Regions from separate parts of the Mus musculus genome. Here all the other regions are linked to region 1. A link is a contact called in public ChIA-PET and HiChIP or PLAC-seq data. All regions are on one chromosome and are shown on one strand. The core of a region is the stretch at or near the end of the contact, and the rest is flanking DNA. Distances in the headings are between cores, read along the strand shown. Region 1 overlaps Fmnl3 (formin-like 3). Region 2 overlaps Faim2 (Fas apoptotic inhibitory molecule 2). Region 3 overlaps Spats2 (spermatogenesis associated, serine-rich 2).

Region 1 (3,909 bases), core at 944-3,443:
ACTGGACCAAGAAGAGCCATAAGGGCAGGGACAGTGGACAAGCAGATGTCTAGGCAAGGTCCAAGGCTCAAGACCCGGATTTCTGCAGACTAGGGACTTTCAGTTCGGGACCCATGGGAAGCTGAGAGCAAACCTGGACTGTCCTCCTTAGGCTGACTTGTCTAACTAAAGTGTAAGCCTGCATATGCTGCTAACTTCATTTACTATCACAGTTAGCCTTCTTTCTCTATGTCCAAAGATTAGAGGCAGGCTTATCACCTGGGTGATAACTAACAGCAGAGCAGCCACCAGGGGAGGAGGCTAAGAGGGATACACACCTTCCCATCTAATTTGTTTAGTCAGGAGGACAAAGGTACCTGAGGTTCCACAGATAGTGCACAACACAACTTTGACTCCAAAAGCTCTCATTCACTGCACCTCACCATGCTTGCTCTCCTGTGCTAACCAACAGCTAACTCCCTCCATATGAAAAGGATGTCTTGAAAATGCTCCCAAATACTTATTCGATCTGTTCGGGTCGAAGGTCACCACGCTCACTGGCCTTCCTCAACAATAGGCCTATAGTCACCCTCTCACATCTCAGGGCCCAAGCTGCCTCATGAAGACTCAATGTTGTTGAAATGATGAAACCCTAAGGAGCCTGTCTCCTGAGGATCCAGGCTATTTCCTGGAGGTCCTGCAGCCTGGTACTTGGATCACTTGGCTTCTGACTCCAAGCTCCCTTGCCGGACTGTTCTCTTCATGCTCCCTAGAACATGTCTTCTACTCCAGCTAACTTTCCAGTCCTTGCTGATGCCTGCTATTCCCTTGTCTTGCCTGCTCATGTCTGCAGCAACACTTGAGCTACTTCCTCCTGCTCTGGGGATGCCCATGCCCACCTTCTCTGTTGGAATCTCACTCTTCCTTTTTCTTTCCCACCCCACATTTCCCCCATGCTGGAGCCTGACACCTCAGCCTCAGCACATGGCAGGCAATGCTCTGCTGGCTTGCATTCCCAGCCCTCATCCTTCTTCTAAATAGATGGGGACTGTCTGCTTCCCAGTGAGTCCCCAACCTTTGCCCTGTGGTACTTACATGACAGAACACTGGGCAAATGACAGGTAATCCACCAGCACGTCCAGGCCTTTGTTCTCATCATTGAGAAACTCCCTCACCCACCTGCAGATACAGCAAACACAGTGGATGTAGTGTGCAAACTGGCTTGGTTTGGTGGAGGCTCTGACCCAGCAATCTAGCCCTCAATAAATTTGCTCTCTTGCATGCTACTGGAACCTACTATCAGGCTGAGAAAATCCTGAAAACCATAACCTATGACAGGCCCCTATGTGGTCATGCTGCCAGCCTGGACTTCCCAGAGGCAGGAGAATACATCACAAATGGGCTTCAGCCAGATGAGATTCTAGCCAGTCTCTCCTCTTGGGCCAGGTTATAACCCCATTATTTCCTGTGTCCCTTTGATCTGATACAATGCTAGGCATGAAGTCCTTTTCCACCATGTGCTGGAGGAATTGGGGAGGCATCCAGAGCATTCACCACTCACAGAGCTGGGCCTGGAAAAGCCTGCAAGTCCCTAGTGCCATAAATCTCAAAGAGAGCCTTACAGGGCCAGAGGGCTCACCGCTGAGTTCAATTTTGAGAAGCAATGAGCAAAGATGGTTGTGAGAGTTCTGTGTTCGGCTGGAGTGGGTCCGGCAGAACCAAAAAAGCTTAGGGAACATACACGCTCCAGTCATGGCTCTCCCAGGAAGATGGCAATGTGGAAAGGCAGGCAGGTGAGCAGACAGGAGGACAATGACCTGGGGCATTTTTGCTTTCCCTTTGGCCTATGCTAACTCTGGAATAAAAGTGAAGAGCAAACTCCCTTAGAATTGGTGGGGGGTTGTGACAGGTCTATTTCAGTGCAGAGACATTAAACCCCTCAGGATGGAAGCCTTGTTCTCCTGAGTACTCTAGTCCTCCTGAAATGTCCATGGAACTACATAGTCCAGCTGTGTCCAAACTGCCCTGCAGGGCTGTGTCTACCCCACAGCTGGAACACCAGCTCCATCCTGGCTAGCCACACCCGCAGCTGAGAGGCTGGCGCTAGAGCACCAGGCTTGGCTGATTTGCCAGCAAAGCTCCAGCTGAAGCTGACACTGGAGCTGCCTCAAGTTAGCTTCCTCTCTGGGGGCCGACAGGCCTCCCATTTCCTGTCTGTCTGCTCTCCAGCTCCCCACCCCCTTCTCATTTCCTGTCTGAGTCTACACTGCTATTTTAGGGATCCTGACACTTTGAGGGGAGGTTAAAGGGCACTTTGACAAGGCAGAAAACCAATACAAACCACAAGAGCTAGAGGGCCCTGGAATCCTACTCAGGCAGCCTCAGCCCAGAGCAAGAGACCCCATACACCGCGGGCCTCACTCCTGCAGGACCCCGTCCATCTGGCTGTAAGCAAAGCAGGATCCCCTTCTCACTTGGTCCTGGCCTCCTTCCACCCCTGACTAGCCTGACAAGCTTCCTGAAGAGAAGGATCCTGTCTCCTCATAGAACTACCCAGAGAAGCCTCAGATTAGATGGCACGGGCTTAACTCTTCCCTGGGAACCAAGGGCTGGGTCTAGACCTCAAACTTGTGAGCCAATGCTAAGAAGCCCTGGGGCCTGGAACTGTGCTAACCACAGGGGACTGTTTCTTTGTGCTCCTCTGCCAAGGAGAGCAGACCCCCCATCCTCCCACCAGTTACAGCAGGACTTAGAGAAGACGGCAAGGCCTGAGAGAGGCCCGGGGTGCTCAGGACTGCCACAGTGTCACTCTCAACCACACACAAAGCCTAAGTGATGCACTCTCCTAGTTTTCCTTCTGTGAGATTCTTAAGGGTGGGAGTGGGGACAGCAGGGTTTGGCCACACCTTTCTTGGTGGCTTTCCATGTCTGGGTCACAGATGACTGTAGTGTGGAAGCCATGCTTTGGCTACCACAGCGCAGCTCCCAACACCAGGAAGGGTCCCTTTCCTGTCCTCTCCTGTGCTGCTTCCCTTCTGAGTGCTGTTGCAGCTGGCTACATACAGATGTCCTCTCCCTCTAAAGGGGTCCAGGCACATCAGGCCTGGGGCAGACACGTAGGCTGCGCTTGACAAAAGAGGAAAAGCTGGTGATGTCAGTGGCTCTTTCCACCTTACTCTCAGAAAGCTCAGGGACGCAGGCTGGCATCTACCCAGAAACCCACTTCACCCTTCACTGCTCTCACTGAGGCACCCCTACCTGAAGTGCTGCGGTCTTAGTTCACTGTCCCTTCTGTGTGGCCACTCTTTCCAGTTGTTTCTTACTCTTGCTGGAACAGCTTCATGGGACAGAGGCGCTGTACTCTCCCTGAGCCTCAGCATCAGCCCTTAGCTTCCTCAGCAACCCCTGGTTCCCTGATCAGGCTGAAAGTCTTGCACAGACCCTGGGGCCCACTCAGCGCACTGGCAGCAATAGGATCTGTGAGCACGGGAGACAGCCAACGCCTGATCCTGTCTTACACCTCCAGTGCTTTAGGAAGCCTCTTCTGCTCATGTACAAAGATTATTTTCTTTCAAACAAATAAGTAATCTCTATACCAAAAAATCTAACTAGTCACCAATTAGTAACTAATTTCATTGTTCAATATAATACATCTCACGTCCCAACCTTTGCCAGGCCTTTCTTGGCCCAGTACCAGACCACAGGCAGACTCTGGTCTCAGCTGCTATGGGAATGTCTTCCAGTCAAAGCCACAGGACCCCAAGAGAGGCCCCAAGCTTGCCAGAAGTAACCGGTCAGCAGCTGGCAGTACAGAAGGGCAGAAAAGCCAGAAATGGCACGTCTAAAGCTCTGTGGAGCCAGATGCTATTCATGGCCGGAAGGATAAACCAAAAAAGGGGACCCAAACCTGTGTGGGAGGCAGTGTCTGGT
Region 2 (3,980 bases), core at 1,120-3,619, 170 kb after region 1:
TTTAGCCTGTAAGGTCAGGGGTCTTAGAGAGGAAAGTGGCTTGCTGATGGTCTCTTATCTAGTGCTGGAACCTGACCCTTGCCCCTTATTTGGTGGGACAGGAGCAGAGTAGGCTTACAAGGGGACTAAGAGGGACCTGCACAGGGCAGAGAGCTGAGGGTGTCTGTTCTAGTCCACCACACAGTAGGGCTGCACCTATACCATTGGCTCTCAACCTTCCTAATGCTTCCACCCTTGAATACAGTTCCTTAAGTCATGGTTACCCCCAACCACAAAAATTATTTCGCTGTTACTTCATAGCTGTAAGTTTGCTGCTGCTATACATCATAATGTAAGCATCTGGTGTGCACGATACCTGATATGTGACCCCTGAGAAACGATCATCTGACCTCCCCCTGCCTCCCCAAATGGATTGCCACCCACAGGCTGAGAACTGGCAAGCTACATAGACTCTGGTCGAAGGGTTGGCCTGGCCTTGCTACACTGGGAATCAAGCTTGTATCTGTTGTGTGTCCCTCCCTCCAACTTGGCCTCAGAGATGAAGCTGAGGCACTGTGGGAGAGCCACAGTATGGAGAGGCCATGGGCAGACAAGGGTTGAATATAAAAAGCTGGGGCTGCAATGTGTGGAGCCACCATGGAAAGGAGCCTGTGATCTGAGTCCGTCCTACAGAAACAGCAGCGTGGTGCAGGAGCTGTGAGCCCTGGGCCGCTCTCTCTCACAGGGCAGGTTCTAACAGAGCTTTACCGGAAACCACCCAGCCTGTCAACAGGGGCCAGTTAGCTAAACTGATGCAGAACGGAGTCGGGAACCTGATATCTGCTACCAGGAGAAGAAAGCGACCTGCGGAAAGGACCTTATCACACACCTGCACGGAAGTGCTTTTGTGACTCAGGAGCCTATACACAAATGTGTCCATAGAACAGTCTAGGAAGACGGCAGCTGCCCATTACGGTCACCACGGGGACAGCCAAGGAGTGCGCTCAAAATGTTTGCTTCATCCATAGTTAAGATTCTTGAAAGCCAAGACCCACAAATAGATGTATTCATATATTACAAAGTACAACTTATAAACACAAGGATTAATGTAACAGAGTCTTGTGACTGTTTTTAAATACCCACTTTAGCCTCTGTGACAAATGTCACATTACTGTTCCCATCATTTGTTGATGTAACTAAGGCACAGACAGTATAATCAACTTGCCCTCATCACACAGCCAAGAGGATGGCTGTCCCCAGATGCCTAGAGAAGCAAGGTGGGGTGCATGTGTGATGGCATGTGTGTGTGTGTGTGCTATAAGAGTGAGATAAGAAGAAATGAAAACACAACACTTTGCTTAGAAAAAACACAGGCTTCCAAGTTGGTGGGAGCCCAGAACTGGGCCCATCTGGTGCCCTGTTCCCTCTTGTATAACTGGAGGGTGACTTTGGCCTTTGGGATGGCTCCTCCCACTTAGCCTTCTGTGGGTTAGCGACACAATGGGACCCTTTCTCTTCACTGCAGTCAGACAAAACACGGACACTCAGCACAGCCTTGACTTGACTACTCCCCATCAGCAATGTTCAAGGAAGGGATAACAGGAAGTGTTGGATGAGGCCCTGGACCCTCCCTGGCAAGTTCCCTATTCCCACCAGCCTGGGCTTTACAGACACCGAGAAGAATATCCAGAGCCTCTGTCCTAGAACTCTCAGCTCTAACCCCGAGAGCTTCTTCCATCTTTCAGGGTAGGGACCCCCGTCATGGAAGCCGAGGCCTCTTGGGGTGCTGATCCAGCCTTGAGAAGCAGCCCCCTCCTACGTCTGTCTCTCCCACACTCAGCCTTGGCGCAGTGTCAGGAAGCCTTGAGTTTGCAGCTTGACCCCTACCCCCTTGCTGGATGCCAGAACTGAAATGCTAGTAAGTGGGTGAGTCAGCTCAAAGGTGTCGGCTCCGAGCGGCTCTCCCCTCCTCTCCCCACTTGGGTGCTTTCTTGGGAGGTAAATTCACAGGCCAGGCTGTAGGGCTGGGCAGAAACTGTGCAGGGTGGTGCCAAGGGCCGGTCTACCTCTAGCAACACTTGAGGCTTTACGTTTCCTTGCCTGGGAACAATGCTTTAACCTTGCCGGACCTTCTTCGGAGTAGCTTAAGACACAGGGCTCTTACATGTGTCATGGCATGCAAGGGCCTGTCTTCCCATCTCTAAGCAAAAGGGCCCACCCATGGACGCTCTCAACTATTCTTTATGTAACTTTCAAGATGATCCCAACCAAGACTTTTTGGTGCACTAATTGAATGAGACATTTGGGGGTCACTGGGCACCAAAGTGCCTCCTCCCTGTGACTCACAGGAGGCAGCGGGGACAGTGCACACTCAGCTCTGAGACTGGCCATCCCAGCACCTCAGATCCCTGCCCCCACTCACTCCTCGGGCATCCATTCACCCCACAAGCCCCCAGGGGTGTCTGCTGTGTATGAGGTTGTTCTGGGAGCCGGGGCTACATCAACGCACAAGCCAGAGTGGTTGGTGAGCCTCGCCCTCAGGGAGTTAACTTCCCCTTGAGTCGGAAAACCAAACAGATCAGAAAAACCCAGAGGAAGAGATAGGGTCTCCAGAGCTAGGACTCCGGGGAGGAGGGAGCAGCCACTCAGCGGTGGGCGAAGGAAAACAAAGCACAGAAGGAAGAGAAGGAAAAGCTGGGAGGGTCTCAGGACGGAGGAGCAGATCCTTGCGTGATCCTGGGTGTGGAAGGAGCCACTCAGCCTAGGCAACAAGGGGTGCAGCAGAGTTGGAGAGAGGAGTTCAAAGGGGGTCTGTGGGGAGCAACCACCTGCTGGATGTGAAGCAGGGGATCCCCACCCCTGCCTGCTGTCTGGACCAGAGACAGGGGGCACAGCAGGGGAAGCTGCAGGGAGCATCACAACAAGCCAGGTGGCATGGGGAAAGAAGGGCCACAAAGCTTAGCAGGGCGCTTAGGCTCTAGAGCAGAGGTAGAGCCATGAGACCTGCTGCCGAATGAGTCTGACGTGTAGGGTGTCGGGAAGGGAGAGGCTGCCGAGGAATTTGCCTTGAGTGGGGAACTCCGAGAGAAGCCGTGGGAAGGACACAGAGTCAGAGGGACCCAGGCAAAAGAAGTGGCTTGCACGTTAGTGAGGGTAAAGGGTCAGTCAGATTTCAAATGGGCGCACTGACGACACAACTGGACATTCTAGTCTGGAACTCAGACACTAGGGCCGGAGACATAAATCCACAGTCATCAGCATGAAGCATAAAATCCAAAGCATTAGCCAGGCAGTGGTGGCGCAAGCCTTTAATCCTAGCACTTGGGAGGCAGAGGCAGGTGGATTTCTGAGTTCGAGGCCAGCCTGGTCTACAAAGTGAGTTCCAGGACAGCCAGGGCCACACAGAGAAACCCTGTCTCAAAAAACCAAAAACCAAACCAAACCAAACCAAACCAAAACAAACCAAAACAAAACAAAAAAAACCCCAAAGCATTGGGCCCGACTGGGGTCCTGAGGGAAGACGATGGAAAGACTCAGGGACCCAGGCAAGCCACCATGGGGCCGTCTAACCAAAACCCAGGAGCCAGAGGCCTAGGGGGTGCTTCTGCTGAGTTAGGCCAAGGAGGGCTCAGACTGCCTGCTGGGTTTGTCCCCATGGAGGTTACTGGTGAACTGAATAGCACTGCATTCTGCAGAGTTCTCGGTGGACTGGGGATGAAGCTCCATAGCAGAGCTCACACTCTGCGTGCACAGAGCCCTGGCTGCATGGAAAAGGCACACAAGAGAGTATGGGAACAGACAACTGGGGGGAGGGGGCACTGGGGTGGGGTGGGGCATTGTGGGAAATGAACAGAGATTCCTAAGGAAGTTTTTTGTTTTGTTTTTTTTTTTTTTTTTTTTTTTTTGCTATATCTGGGCAAGAGCTTTAGGGAGATGTGGGTTAAGAGTATTTTGTGGGCTTTATGTTCCTTTAGATGGGAGAAATCACAGTATGTTTCCAT
Region 3 (4,029 bases), core at 388-2,887, 180 kb before region 1:
AGGCTGGCTGGCCAGCAAGCTTGCATTAGTCAGCCTGCCTCTCACTCCCCAGCTGGGATTATAGATAGGCACACGCAAGCCACCAAGCAAGCCCAGCTTTGGTTTTGGACATTAAACTAGGGCCTCATCCTTGAACAGCAAGAGTGTTATGTATGGGGGAGCTGTCTCCTCAGCCCCATGTTTTCTTTATTTTTCTAAATGTCCTTTTTTTCTTAATCGTCCTTTTCTTCATTATTAAGCACTATTGGTAGAATAAAAGGTTATCACTCCGATACTAAAATCTTCAGTTTTGAAGCTTGAGAATACCCTAAGCTAGTTAACAGTTCTGCTTCTCTCTCTCTCCCCCCCTCCCTCCACTCTCTCTCTCTTTTGACAAGCTCTCTTAAGTAGCCCTGGCCTGCCTCTGCCTCGCTGGTGGCACTAAAGCTGCGTGCTGCTCCACTCCGTGTTGACAGCTTCCCTCCTTGCGCTTACGTTTGCAGTAGAGCCCAAGCTCCTACAGGTTCCAGTAGTTCATGTGAAGAAACAGCTCCATTTATAATTTTGTAACAGTTTTCCAAGCTGGTATGAAATGGCATGGCATAGCTCATTGATGAGGAAAAGCTAAGATATAGACTTACTAGACACCATGTTTATTTGCTGACCCATCTTTTATGACCCACCATGTAGGTCACCTCTGCTTTGCCCCTCATCCATACATGGCTGTTCCATCGCTCCCTCCCTCCCTCCCTCCCTCCCTCCCTCCCTCCCTCCCTCCCTCTGCTTCCCTTCTACCTGAACCTCCTTCCTTCTGTCCTTCCTTTCCCTCTCTCCTTACTTCCCTTCTCTCCCCTTTCTTTCTTTCATCTATCTTGTAACCCAGTGCCAGGGAGACAGAGACAGATGGATTTCTGGTACTCAGTTGCCAGCCAGCCTCGTCTAGGTGCAAGCCCCAGGCCAGAGAGAGACCCCGAGGAATGCTCACTTTGGTGGTCAGTGCTAGGTGTGTCCAGTTCATACAAGAACCACTGCTACAAGAGTTGACGTTGTTCAGGCATTTCTTTTCAGTTTATTTTTTAAAGAAGTTTTGTGTTTGCTTGCTTATTTATTCTGTGTGTGCATGTATCTGTGTAGGGACATGCATGGCTTCGTGTTTGAGTGTGTGACGTGGCGTCCATGTGCAGCTCAGAGGGGAACTTGGAGGAGTCCTTTTCTCCTTCTACCATCTGAGTGAGGCCCAGGGATGCACGCAGATCACCAGACTTGCCAATGAGACCTTTGCCTGCTGATTTACTGTGGGCTCTTGAGTTTACTTTTATTCTCTATGTAGCCTTGTGTGTCCCGGGAACTTGCTCTGTAGACCAGGCTGGCCTCAGACTCACAGAGATCCCCTGCCTCTGCCTCCCAAGTGCCCACCATGCCTGACTTACTTTTTAATTTTCAAAGAGAGTTGAATAATAGAAGAAAGATGGCTAATGATAGTCTGATAACCATACTTCCAGGTTATCTGGGCTTCCAGGCTTGCTCTTTTCTAACTTTGCCTGTATTTACCTGCATTTCTTACCTTTCTTTGGCCACGGTAACTATAAACCATACTGTTCCTCATCTACTTCCTGTCTGTGTAGAGTCAGAGCTGTGGGTTCCACAGGAAGCTGGCTGCCACGGCACTGTTGGCGTAATGGCTCTGTGCGGTAGTGTCAAGTGAACAACAGCAGGCATTTTGTGCAACACGGAGCGGAGCGCCACACTCAGTGTGTCACTCTGGACAGGGACAGTACTGTCTGTAACCGATGGCCCAGGCTGGGAGCATTGTTCAGTGGTAGAGCTTTTACCTAGTGTGCAGGAAGCCTTGGGTTTGATGCCCAGCACTGCAGAGTATGAGGAGGGAGTCTCAGATTATAATCCCATTTTTCACCTCACCTTGTCAAAGGAATGCTTTGTCATCATTTATATGGTAGGAAACGGTGTAATCAATCTAAATAAAAGCTACAAATTTAGTAGCTCCCTGCGAATCTCCACACCTGGGTGGACTCTTCTGTACACTTAAGTTGGCTATAGCAGTCTAGAGTGGAGGGTAGGCAGGTCTTCTGATGAAGAGCAATCTGTTCATGAAAGTCTCTTCAGCCGGGCGTGGTGGCGCACGCCTTTAATCCCAGCACTCGGGAGGCAGAGGCAGGTGGATTTCTGAGTTCGAGGCCAGCCTGGTCTACAAAGTGAGTTTCAGGACAACCAGGGCTATACAGAGAAACCCTGTCTCGAAAAACCAAAAAAAAAAAAAAAAAAAAAAAAAAAAAAAGTCTCTTCAGCACTTGACAGAGCCTCTGTGTGTTCACGTCTTTGTGTATATACCCAGAAGTGGGGTTGCTGAATCTTACAGTAGATCTGTTTAATCTTTAATGGAGCCACCATTTGGTTTACAGTGACAGCAGCCATGCGCCAAGCTTCAGTTGCCCCAGCTCTTTACCTCGGCTTTTTCTTGGGTTACTTTTGGCTTTATGTCATCATTAGGCCTAAAACACCTTTGTCTGATTTCTTTCCTTTCCTTCTCTCTCCTCCCCTCCTCGTTTCTCCTCTTCTTTTTCTCTTTTCTTTCCTGACTCGTCCAGCAGGTCCAGTTATTCGAGGGTCTCGAGGGGACCTTCTCCTAAGGACCAAATGGGGGTAGAGAGAGACGAGGGCCTTGTGCGAATAACACAGAAACGTTCTGAGTTGCGTCAAAGCCCCAATGTATTAGCCAGGCCCATGTACAAGCAAAAGGGGAAGTACAGGTACTTATCAGCAGGAGGGGTGGGGCAATACAAGCAAAAGGAGAAGTACTTATCAGTGGGGGGGGGGGCAATAGAAATTTTTTCTTTTGGCAGCTACACGGGGAAGCAGGAACTTGGTGGTATCAGGATGTGGTCAGGACTTCAGCGATGACTTAGGACTGGAACAATCTGTGGTTGTTCTCGGAATCGGTGTGTCGGTGGCCCGCTTTTGACCCCCTTTTCTTCTCGGGGGGGAGAGGCCCAATTCAGAGATCAGGACAATTGTGTTGTCTTAATAGCTCCTAACATCTCCCCCGTTTTAATATTTTTATAAAGGCATATTGTATAATAAATTTGTAGCTACGTTTTTAACGACCACCTAAATGTCTGTTTGCTCACCGGGTGAGTCTCTAAAACCACGAAGGACACAAGGACAAGTCATCTATGAGGCTTGAATCAATGGTTCCAGTCTGTTGGGTATCACCTGAGCTAGCCAAGGGATTTAGGAACGAAGCAAGCTCCGTGGGTAGAGGTAGAGGTCTGATCCCCAGTGTGCAATGTTAGAGGCCATGTACAGATTGACTCTTAGGCCCATAGATTTTTACCCAGAGTAACCCTGACCTGTTCCCGTGAGGTTTTTCCTGAGGGAAGGACCCTAGGCACTCAACCTTCATGTAATCAGACATGCCTCTCAGAGACTGTCTAACAGCTTCCAGACTAATCTCTGTGCAGTACTTAGTCTTACAACTCTCACGGGTGACGGCTTCAAGTTCTAATTTTTTGATGTGTCTAGCCTGGGATGACTGTTTAGCTTCCAATGTGGCGAGAATGTATATTACCATGTCTGAAGCACAGACTACGGCAATCTATAAATGATTCGTGGCATGAGACTGATGGCCGAATTTAGGGGGAGGGGAATGATCTTACTTAAGCATTTTATGGAAATTGAGTCTCCCCCCCCCCTCCAGACGAGGGTGATGAAGCGGCATCTATGTCTGACTCTTTTCTAGTAACCTGCTTGTTATCGCCAACGTCCAGCTGATGGTAATGAACTGAAACAAATGCGCTTGAAAGAGATGAATCAATTTGAGATTTAACAAATCGGGTCAATTTCTGAAATGCCCAAGGACCGTAGGAGATCAATAATAGGAGTCCCAATAGGGGCCCTAAAAGGGAGGGCAACAAGGTCGAAAGCCAGGGGGAGGTTGAAAACCAGTTTTGGTAGTCCACCTTTCCCCTAGGCCATTGTAAATACTTGTGTATGGGTGTAACTCAGCTATCTATAGTTCTAAGTATCTACTCT

The links. ChIA-PET counts read pairs in DNA pulled down with a chosen protein or histone mark. HiChIP or PLAC-seq counts read pairs in DNA pulled down with a chosen protein or histone mark.
Region 2: an HNF4G HiChIP or PLAC-seq map of pancreatic cancer cells shows a contact between it and region 1. The contact joins two enhancer-like sites. A contact is called at or near these places in 1 of 115 datasets of contacts at active chromatin or transcription factors (pancreatic cancer cells) and 2 of 9 other capture datasets (adipose tissue and embryonic stem cells).
Region 3: an RNA polymerase II ChIA-PET map of memory CD8 T cells shows a contact between it and region 1, with 15 read pairs. The contact joins two enhancer-like sites. A contact is called at or near these places in 2 of 115 datasets of contacts at active chromatin or transcription factors (effector CD8 T cells and memory CD8 T cells) and 1 of 9 other capture datasets (adipose tissue).

What each region holds. Positions count from the first base shown.
Region 1 is chr15:99,330,913-99,334,821 of GRCm38.p6, forward strand. Fmnl3 (formin-like 3) reads right to left here. Exons shown (of 27, transcript NM_011711.2): 5 at 1,075-1,158. Among named protein-coding and RNA genes, the nearest start is that of Gm22951, 35 kb to the right of the region's middle. Within about 2 kb of position 2,194, at least 292 of the 459 cell types and tissues checked have an H3K27ac peak or open chromatin away from gene starts, as enhancers often do. A contact at or near this core is called in memory CD8 T cells and pancreatic cancer cells, where this site is marked.
Region 2 is chr15:99,503,627-99,507,606 of GRCm38.p6, forward strand. All of the region lies in intron 11 of Faim2 (Fas apoptotic inhibitory molecule 2), which reads right to left. Among named protein-coding and RNA genes, the nearest start is that of Faim2, 23 kb to the right of the region's middle. Within about 2 kb of position 2,370, at least 48 of the 459 cell types and tissues checked have an H3K27ac peak or open chromatin away from gene starts, as enhancers often do. A contact at or near this core is called in pancreatic cancer cells, where this site is marked.
Region 3 is chr15:99,151,999-99,156,027 of GRCm38.p6, forward strand. All of the region lies in intron 2 of Spats2 (spermatogenesis associated, serine-rich 2), which reads left to right. Among named protein-coding and RNA genes, the nearest start is that of Spats2, 27 kb to the left of the region's middle. Within about 2 kb of position 1,638, at least 22 of the 459 cell types and tissues checked have an H3K27ac peak or open chromatin away from gene starts, as enhancers often do. A contact at or near this core is called in memory CD8 T cells, where this site is marked.